2 separate regions of the Xenopus tropicalis genome follow, and region 1 is linked to region 2. A link is a contact called in public Hi-C data. All regions are on one chromosome and are shown on one strand. Each heading gives the region's core, a stretch centred on a gene start, on an enhancer-like site or on the middle of the called end of the contact. The rest is flanking DNA. Distances are from core to core; before and after follow the strand shown.

What was found. Hi-C and Micro-C count contacts between places; a contact is called where the count stands out from the background.
Region 1: a Hi-C map of neurula embryo shows a contact between it and region 2, with 4 times the contacts expected there. The contact joins the promoter of myo3b here to the promoter of gad1.1 in region 2. A contact is called at or near these places in 4 of 5 Hi-C or Micro-C datasets (brain, gastrula embryo, neurula embryo and 1 more).

Annotation. Positions count from the first base shown.
Region 1 is chr9:68,196,301-68,200,290 of UCB_Xtro_10.0, forward strand. myo3b (myosin-IIIb) reads right to left here and starts at 1,538. Exons shown (of 27, transcript XM_031893354.1): 1 at 1,450-1,538.
Region 2 is chr9:68,066,656-68,070,628 of UCB_Xtro_10.0, forward strand. It overlaps gad1.1 (glutamate decarboxylase 1), which reads right to left and starts at 2,049. Exons shown (of 16, transcript XM_002934611.5): 1 at 1,750-2,049; 2 at 234-370. The coding sequence starts at 303.

The DNA of each region.
Region 1 (3,990 bases), core at 288-2,787, 130 kb after region 2:
AGAGATTCAAAGAAAGACTGCAGAATGCAGTGCTGTAAAGGCACAATGGAACCTTTTTCCATCATTGATATGGTATATATCATAACTATCTTCCTCCTGGGCTTGCTCTTAAGGATGTAGGTACATGGGAGCGATTAATAAAGTAGGTTGCAACTTTCCCGCCATAGACTACTGTCAGTCTCTGTGACTAATAGCTTGTGGGTTTCCACTGCACAGAAAGTGCTAGCACAAAGACAATTGATCGAGTTCTGTAACAAAAAAACCTGCATTGTGGGGAAAAGAAACTTTTCATTATCACACTTTGCACTTCGGCCCCATTCATAAATAGGGCCCATTTAAGGTTTACACTTTTTCTGGAAAAAAAATACTGGTCTTCTATATTTTTATCCTTCTTCCCTAAGAAAAAATGCATAAGCACAAGTAAAATCTTTTATTGCTGGGCAGAACTGAAGGTATTCTGTATTAATGATAGGAAACCACTCGCTTCCTACACACCAGACTTACTGCTCACAAAGAGATTTTACTAGAACAGGAGCACTAAGGAGTGCATACACTTGCTGAGGTGCAGAGCGCAGCGCCAGTTAACCCTGTCATTACCAGCTGTGCCCGCTGGCGCTCACTAACTTGTGCATCTGAATGACATGCAAGTAAAGGGGAGTGCAGGGAATGCCTACATGCCACCTCCCACCCCTCAAGAATAAAATTCCATAAGTTATAAGCAATTTCCTGAGTGTTTCTGCAATTTAAAGCATTTTGTCTACAGCTAACAGCTTTGGGATTAAAATCCTTTATATTCACCATGTGTTCCATAATCTTAAAAGCCACTTGTTACCCAGCCCTGATAAAGATAATTTAGTTCCCTAGGTAGAGAGATCTCTTATTAAAAGTCTCCCGCTTTCATTTCTCCACCCCCAATAGAGAGACTTAAGCTATAAGGTGAGTGAGTTGATAGAATTTGATGGGCTTGCTGTTTCCATATCAGAATGTTCTGGTCCTGATCTGAACCTAGAAGCCTTTTTAAAGGTGATTTGCAACTGCATCCCTAGCTCTCTATAAAAGTGGCCAACTAATATAATTACACATGCAATAACATTCACCTGTAAGAATTCTACTGACCAAAAACTTGATTTCAAATGCCATAGTGATTTCCAGCTCTATGTCAGTGATCTTGCTGTTAGAACGCAATGATTGTGTCATTTAAGCATAATTATATTTGAATGGAGCTGGTGAAAAGTTTTATGGAGCAATATTGCTTTAAGAATACAACCCTGGTCTTGCTGGACTACAGCTCCCAGAATGCCTTAGCCTTGTTACATTATGCTTACATTATGCAACAACTGACTAAAGTGTGGTTGACCAGTGCAGTACAGTAGTGTTAAGATCCCATTAAAATCTACATTTATAAAAATCCAGTGCATGAATACAATATATAAGGATAAAAGAGCTCACCTTGATGTATGTATGTGCACTTAAGGTAGATCCCGGTAATCATGTATTGCTGCTGTGCAGAGAGCAAGGCTGGCTAGAGCCTGTCAGGCAGCAGGATCCATAAAAAGCTGCCCCACAACCTGCTTATCTCTGTGGTTGGAGTCTCTGTATGGGACCTCTGGTTCCCTCTCACTATGTGTAACACAAAGGGAGCCTCAATCACCTCACTGCTCTGCCTGCCGCCTGGCTGTCCTCCCTTTCAGAGACGTTTGTCACTGTACATTTTTTGTATTGCTATGTATTGTTCTGCCTTATGGGCTATTACAGCCAAAATGTATTTGTCCCCTTGTTTTCTTTCATTTCTCAAAGGAAAAACATAGATATTATTTTCTGAGTTACTTTCAGTTTAAAAGGGGGCTAGCTGGGGTCTGAGACCATCATATGGACCACTGTGCTTCCATGGCAGCCAAGGGCAACACAAACTTGGGTTACATTTAGAAGCCTTTTTTATTTTGAGGTAACAAAATGTAAACTACTGTATGTGTTGCAGAATCAGACATAGTTCCCAGCATTACTCTATTAAAACCATACATTTTCTGTTTTAGAGTGGAATTTCCCAAGATTTGACCTTCATTTTGTGGACACATCCCACTGTTTTTGGATACTGTATTTTCAGCCAATATTTACAGCATAGTCCTGCTGGTTAGTCTGCATACAGCTGAAGGTATTACTCTTTACCATAGGTCCTATTGTGTTGATATGTAGAGTTCTACCTAAATCCTCCTAATAGATTCCCTATCTAGACATGCAAATACTACTGGGATCTACACACCAGAACAAAGCTCCCAGTAGGGCCTCACTTCCAAGATATCCTGACTGACAACAGACCCTGTGGTCCTAAACAGAGTCCTGAGAATATAAAATTGAACAAAATTACTCGGAAGACTTGTCTTTAACAACAATCGATGATTAATACCACAAGGCTTCCACTCCTAATTACCAGCATACCACTGCTATCCTTTGAGACCTGACCCTCTCCATAACAAGAAGCTTCTTTCCCTGTCTCTGACACTGGCACCCCTCACTACTTCCTGCTGAAGTTATTCCCTTCCTTAACCAACTTTATTACTAACTTGACCATTTTGAGCAAATCCTGTTTCGCCTCCTTCCAAGCAGTCTTGCTATCAGGAGATATATATAGCAGAATATATAGTAGCCTATATAGATGTTTATATACTATATACTTGAAGCAAGAGGGTTTATACTCTGGACATCTAACCTATATGTCATTGCTAAGCAACTTTCAAAGGTACTTTTGCTATTTAAAGTTCCCATGATAGTGAAGATTAATAATGCAAGAGTAGAAGGCAAAAAAAGGGATCAACAGGTCCCTCAATACTCATTTACTAGATACCTTAATACAGACTTTTCCCAGCTTCCTGTTCTCATGCTTCATTTCATTTCATGATTTGGACATGATGAGTCCACCTAGCACATATGAGGGTTATAGCTATACAATATGTCTTAAAAGCAATAAATAAGCACTTATCCCAATTATCAGTTTCAATGGTCTTCAGAATAGGATATATATTCCTATTAGCTACCTTCCTTGTCCATTATCTCTCCATTTAGAACTGTGGGATTTGCTGCATGCAGGTTTCCTAAAGGTGGCAGTACATGGGCCGATAAAAGCTGTAGATGGTCCGAGTCGGTTAATCGTGTTTGGGGCCCTCAGATGTTGATTGGGCAGGATTAAAAATCCCATCAGTATCCCATCATTGTGATCCGATATTGCCCATCTTAAGGCGTACTATCTTTCAGTGTATGAACACCTTTACTCTCACACCTAAGCCTTGTGCTGCTGTTGGAACAATGGGGACACCAACCTGTTGAACTGACATACCAGGTATTTAGTATGAAACACCCAAAATATCATGACATTGGCAAACACAAGGAGGAAAATGGTGGCTACGTTTTCTGTGGATTAGTAAATGTGCTTTCGAGTCAGCAGTACCTTACAGAGGTTGGGTGAGGGAGTCTTTATCTGTTCATGATTACAAGAATGGAAAGATAACTTCTATTCAATATAGCGAGTGTCTGTACATAAATATTTGCCTGCACACATTCCATAACACAAGCCATGTTCAGTAACCAGAAAAAAAAAGACAATTAACTGTGTAATTACTATTTTTCAAATCAATATAAAAATGTCTACATCAGGGAGCTTGTTGGGAGTCCAAAGATTAACTGCTCTCCAAATTTCGTCCGTTCTATTACCCTTTCTGGGCTGAAAAATGAATTCCCAGGATTCATTAGTAGCACTACATTAAACATAGGTCTTAGACATTCGCAGCTGTCTCGGAGGCAGGCGGCGAAGCACCGCTCTTGTTCCGCCACAATTACAGCCTATGATGAAGCATTCATTACTCGGTATAAGGAGCAGGCTCCTCTATGCGCAGGAGGCTCAGGATACAAATTAGAGGCTGCATGCACTTGGGTGATAACATTGTGGGAATTGCTCTGTCTCCACAATGGAAATATCTGCATTAGAACCAGTAAATC
Region 2 (3,973 bases), core at 799-3,298:
TGTACAGAAAGAACATAAAACGAGCGAATTGCACAGACTGCGATTCAAAGCAGCAGCAAAATCCTTTCAGTCAGATGTCGGATTTATTTTTTTTGCGTTATATTTTCCTTTTGTGCCTTAAATAATTCTACCCTCCAAATATACCGATCCCCAGAGAGGAAAGGGGAAATTTCGTTTTTTTTATTGCATCCCCCCGTATTCTGCTAAACGAATACAAAATAGTGGTTTCCTACTTGTGGGTCGCAGATTAATTGGGTTGGTGTCCTGGTTGGTGTCGGACGATGAAGGGGAAGACGATGCCATCTCTCCAGTGACAATCCTTTTGGGCTAATGATTTCTCCTAATGTTCAGACTGGATAGGGAGATCCACCTCAAATAAAGAAGGGAAGTCATTGTTAAGACCAAGGAAGCACAGACTCAATAAATCCAACTTAAATGAAGATGCCAATGGCAAGTCTGGGTCCTGGTGGCAATGACCTAGATCCATAATCTGCTGCGAGCACTTGGCTAATAGTGGGAGAACATCCTAGGCCATCTCTGGCCATCAGGGATCCAAGGAGGCAAAAGTTGTTGGAAGTGACATTATTTTCAGGCTTTTTTGATTTTTGCCTAAGCGATGTGTCCTGTGTAGAAGGCTCAGCGGAGCATACGATCTCCAGTAATCATATTATGGGCACTGACTTGTGTCGGGGGGAATCGCACAGGGACTGGGGGATTGGTACAATAAATTATTTCAGCACAAAGGACACAGCGGGGTCTGTTAATACTGGCTTTATAGATATACCCTTTGTGTCCATTATGCCTTAACATTATTTGTGTGTGTTGGGCAGCACTGAAGGTAAGTAAGGGGTAAATACAGATATAAAAGGCTATTAGTGTCATAAAGCAGAAACATGTTAAACGTTTTTAAATGTGCATTTAAAAACACTAATGCAACAAAATTCTATCTATCATCTATCTATCTATCTATCATCTATCTATCTATCTATCTATCTATCTATCTATCAACTATCTAACTATCTATCTATCTATCTATCTATCTATCTATCATCTATCTATCTATCTATCTATCTATCATCTATCTATCTATCTATCTATCTATCATCTATCTATCTATCTATCTATCTATCTAATCTATGTATCTATCAATTTATAGACTCCGTCTCTATGTAATAATACAAAGACTTTGCTATATTGAATTTGTACGAACACGTCTCTAAAATAAACCTTCACTGATAAATTAGCCTTGTGCGTTTGTGTGCCTGATTGATAACTAAACAAACCTACAGAATGTGGTACATGGATCGAGTTAGTGGTGTCACCCTTCACAAGTTTTATGTTTCTTCCAATGAAATCAAATATTCATTAGAAATAAATTGATCGAGGAAGGGATAAGTGTGGTTTATGGGCACCGCTGGGAGCAAGGTGAGCTTTATATCTCCTTGAACTAGATGCCAGCGCTGTGAGCAAGGGATGGTGTAACAGGTTATGTGCTTACTTCTGCAAGAATTCCTACCCTCTGTATATCTGTATGTATGTATCTCTCTATCATCTATCTATCTATCATCTATCTATCTATCTATCTATCTATCTATCTATCATCAATATATCCTATTATCTATCTATTATCTATCTATCTATCATCATCTATTATCTAATCTGTCATATTTATATCTATATTTATTTCTGATATATATTTAAACTACCTATCTCTATCTATATGAGCAAATAATTAAATGAGCAGCTTACCTACTGCTGTACCTGGAGGTTCCCAAATCCAGAGCACTTAAGTCCAACTGGCTGGAGTCTGGACCTAGCAGCTTTGCTAGATAAACTCCTCTTTATAGAAATTCCAGAAAGGAAAGACGTTTGAATGTCAGTGGGGGCGCAGGAAGGAATTAGGGATGCCCCCGTCTCCTCCACAAGTGCTTGGATGTGCGATTTTGAAGGCAGGCAGGGAGGCAGTTGCTGTGTGTGCGCAGGCATGAGTCACTGACGCCTCCTCTAGTCCGCACCGTGTGTAGGGGGCACATCCCTTGCTGAGCTGCTCCCATGTCCAGCCACAGGCTAACGTGATTGCTCTGCACCCATTTGGAGGCAACACTGGGGCTATGCATTATACACCCAGCACCCACTTTTCCCATGGAAAAACACTCACCTATTATTCCCCCACTCATCAGCCCCCAGATTCCAATAGACAGACCCAGACGTGTGTGAGAGGTACAATTGTTATTCCCCTGGGTCCTGCTAAAGAGGTTCATAATCAGCATTTATTGTTATAAGACTACATGAAACAATATCGTCGTGATCGCCTAGAATGAATTAATTATCCTTGGCTGCCTTAAATCCCCCCTGACCTGCCCCCTTTATATTTACTTTTATTTTGCAATTTCATTACATTTTCTTCATGAATTTCTCAAAGTTTGTCTGCCTAAAGTGTAACCCATTTTTTTCCCTTTATTTAATCCGATTTACTGTTTCAGCACCTGCTAAAGGCATGCCCAGCATATACCGTCTCTTCAGGTTGTCCTTTTAATGTCATTAATTCCCACATATATTTTCATCTGGGTGATGGATGTTGTTTGTTTTGTCACCCAGTGGACACTAGAGGGCGTCGCAGTTCTAGCAAATAAATCTATTTCGCGAACAATGAGGCTTTTGCAATAAATCGTGCTTAACAATGTTTAGGCTCTGCACAGAGAACACCTATATTTCCATTTTCCCAGTGAAAGTGCAAAACAGGAAAATCTTATGATTTTATTTAAATCTTCATAGACTTATAGCTTGAAAATTATTTGCTAAAATAAAGCCATGTGTGCCTTAAAAGAAAAACACACACCGTTTATCTGAAATCGCAGGATTTTATTGACGTAATTGCCGGTAAAAGAGAAAGCGCCCGAACGCAGAGCGATTTCCAGGTTTCAGCACCATGGAGAGCGACGGACGCAGCCTGAAAAACACATTGGCAACTATGAGACTGGGCCTCCCTGTGTTGTTACACCTGATAATGCAGCACAGACATGTTTGTACTCAGTTCCCTGCTATTCTGTCTGTCCTGTCATCAACCAACCACCCAACCATCTCCTCTTCCCCCCTTCCCTCCCAATCTGTTTCCTATTCTCCCACTGCTTCCTACTCTTTCCCTCTTTCCACCTCTTCTGCCCCAACTCAGCCACTTTCTCCTGTTCAGCCTTTCCCTCCTATTACTTTATATAATTCCCTATTCATTATAACTTCTCTGTTCCTCTTAGCATTCCCTTTCCTGTTCCTTGGAATCCCTCTCTCATACTCTTCTCCCCTCCCAGCTCGGTACTTCTCCATACTATATTATTTTATTGATCTTTGTCCCTTCACGCCTGCTTCTCTTCCCCACACGTCTCTCCCTTGCATTCTCTAATCCTTCTCTTTCTCTCCCATTCACTCTTTCTTTTAATCACTCACCTATCTCTCTTTCCTGCCTCTCCCCTGCCCCATTATCCTGTGATATCTCTTTTTTTACTTTCCGCTTGATGTGAGGACCCCTGTCACTCTCTGCCCCCATCGTAACTCTTGCCACCCCAGCCCTGGCGGTTAGCCTTGCTCATTTGGTGCTTAGGATTTTGCCGCTTGGGTGGTTTCACAACGCGCTTTGTGTTACACAGCTCTGCCCATGTAGTGGAGTGGTGTACACATTCTCACTCAGCTTGTCTGTGGGTGTTTAATGGCAAGAGGTCTATTTATCACTTCCTCTCTTCTTTGTTCCTGAACCTTCAAAAGTCCTGGCCATTTCCACCCAAATTCACACTCATAGAGTCATAGTATGTACCTGTGTGACCCAATAATATCAGGCAATGACCATGTGATAACATCATATTAGTATGAGGGTTTATCTTCCAGGGTCTCAACAAATAGCTCAAGTGGGTCTGGGGAGGGTGTTTGCCGTGGCACCCCTGGGGAGATGCTGCTTTTCTATTTGTTACCCCAAACACATACT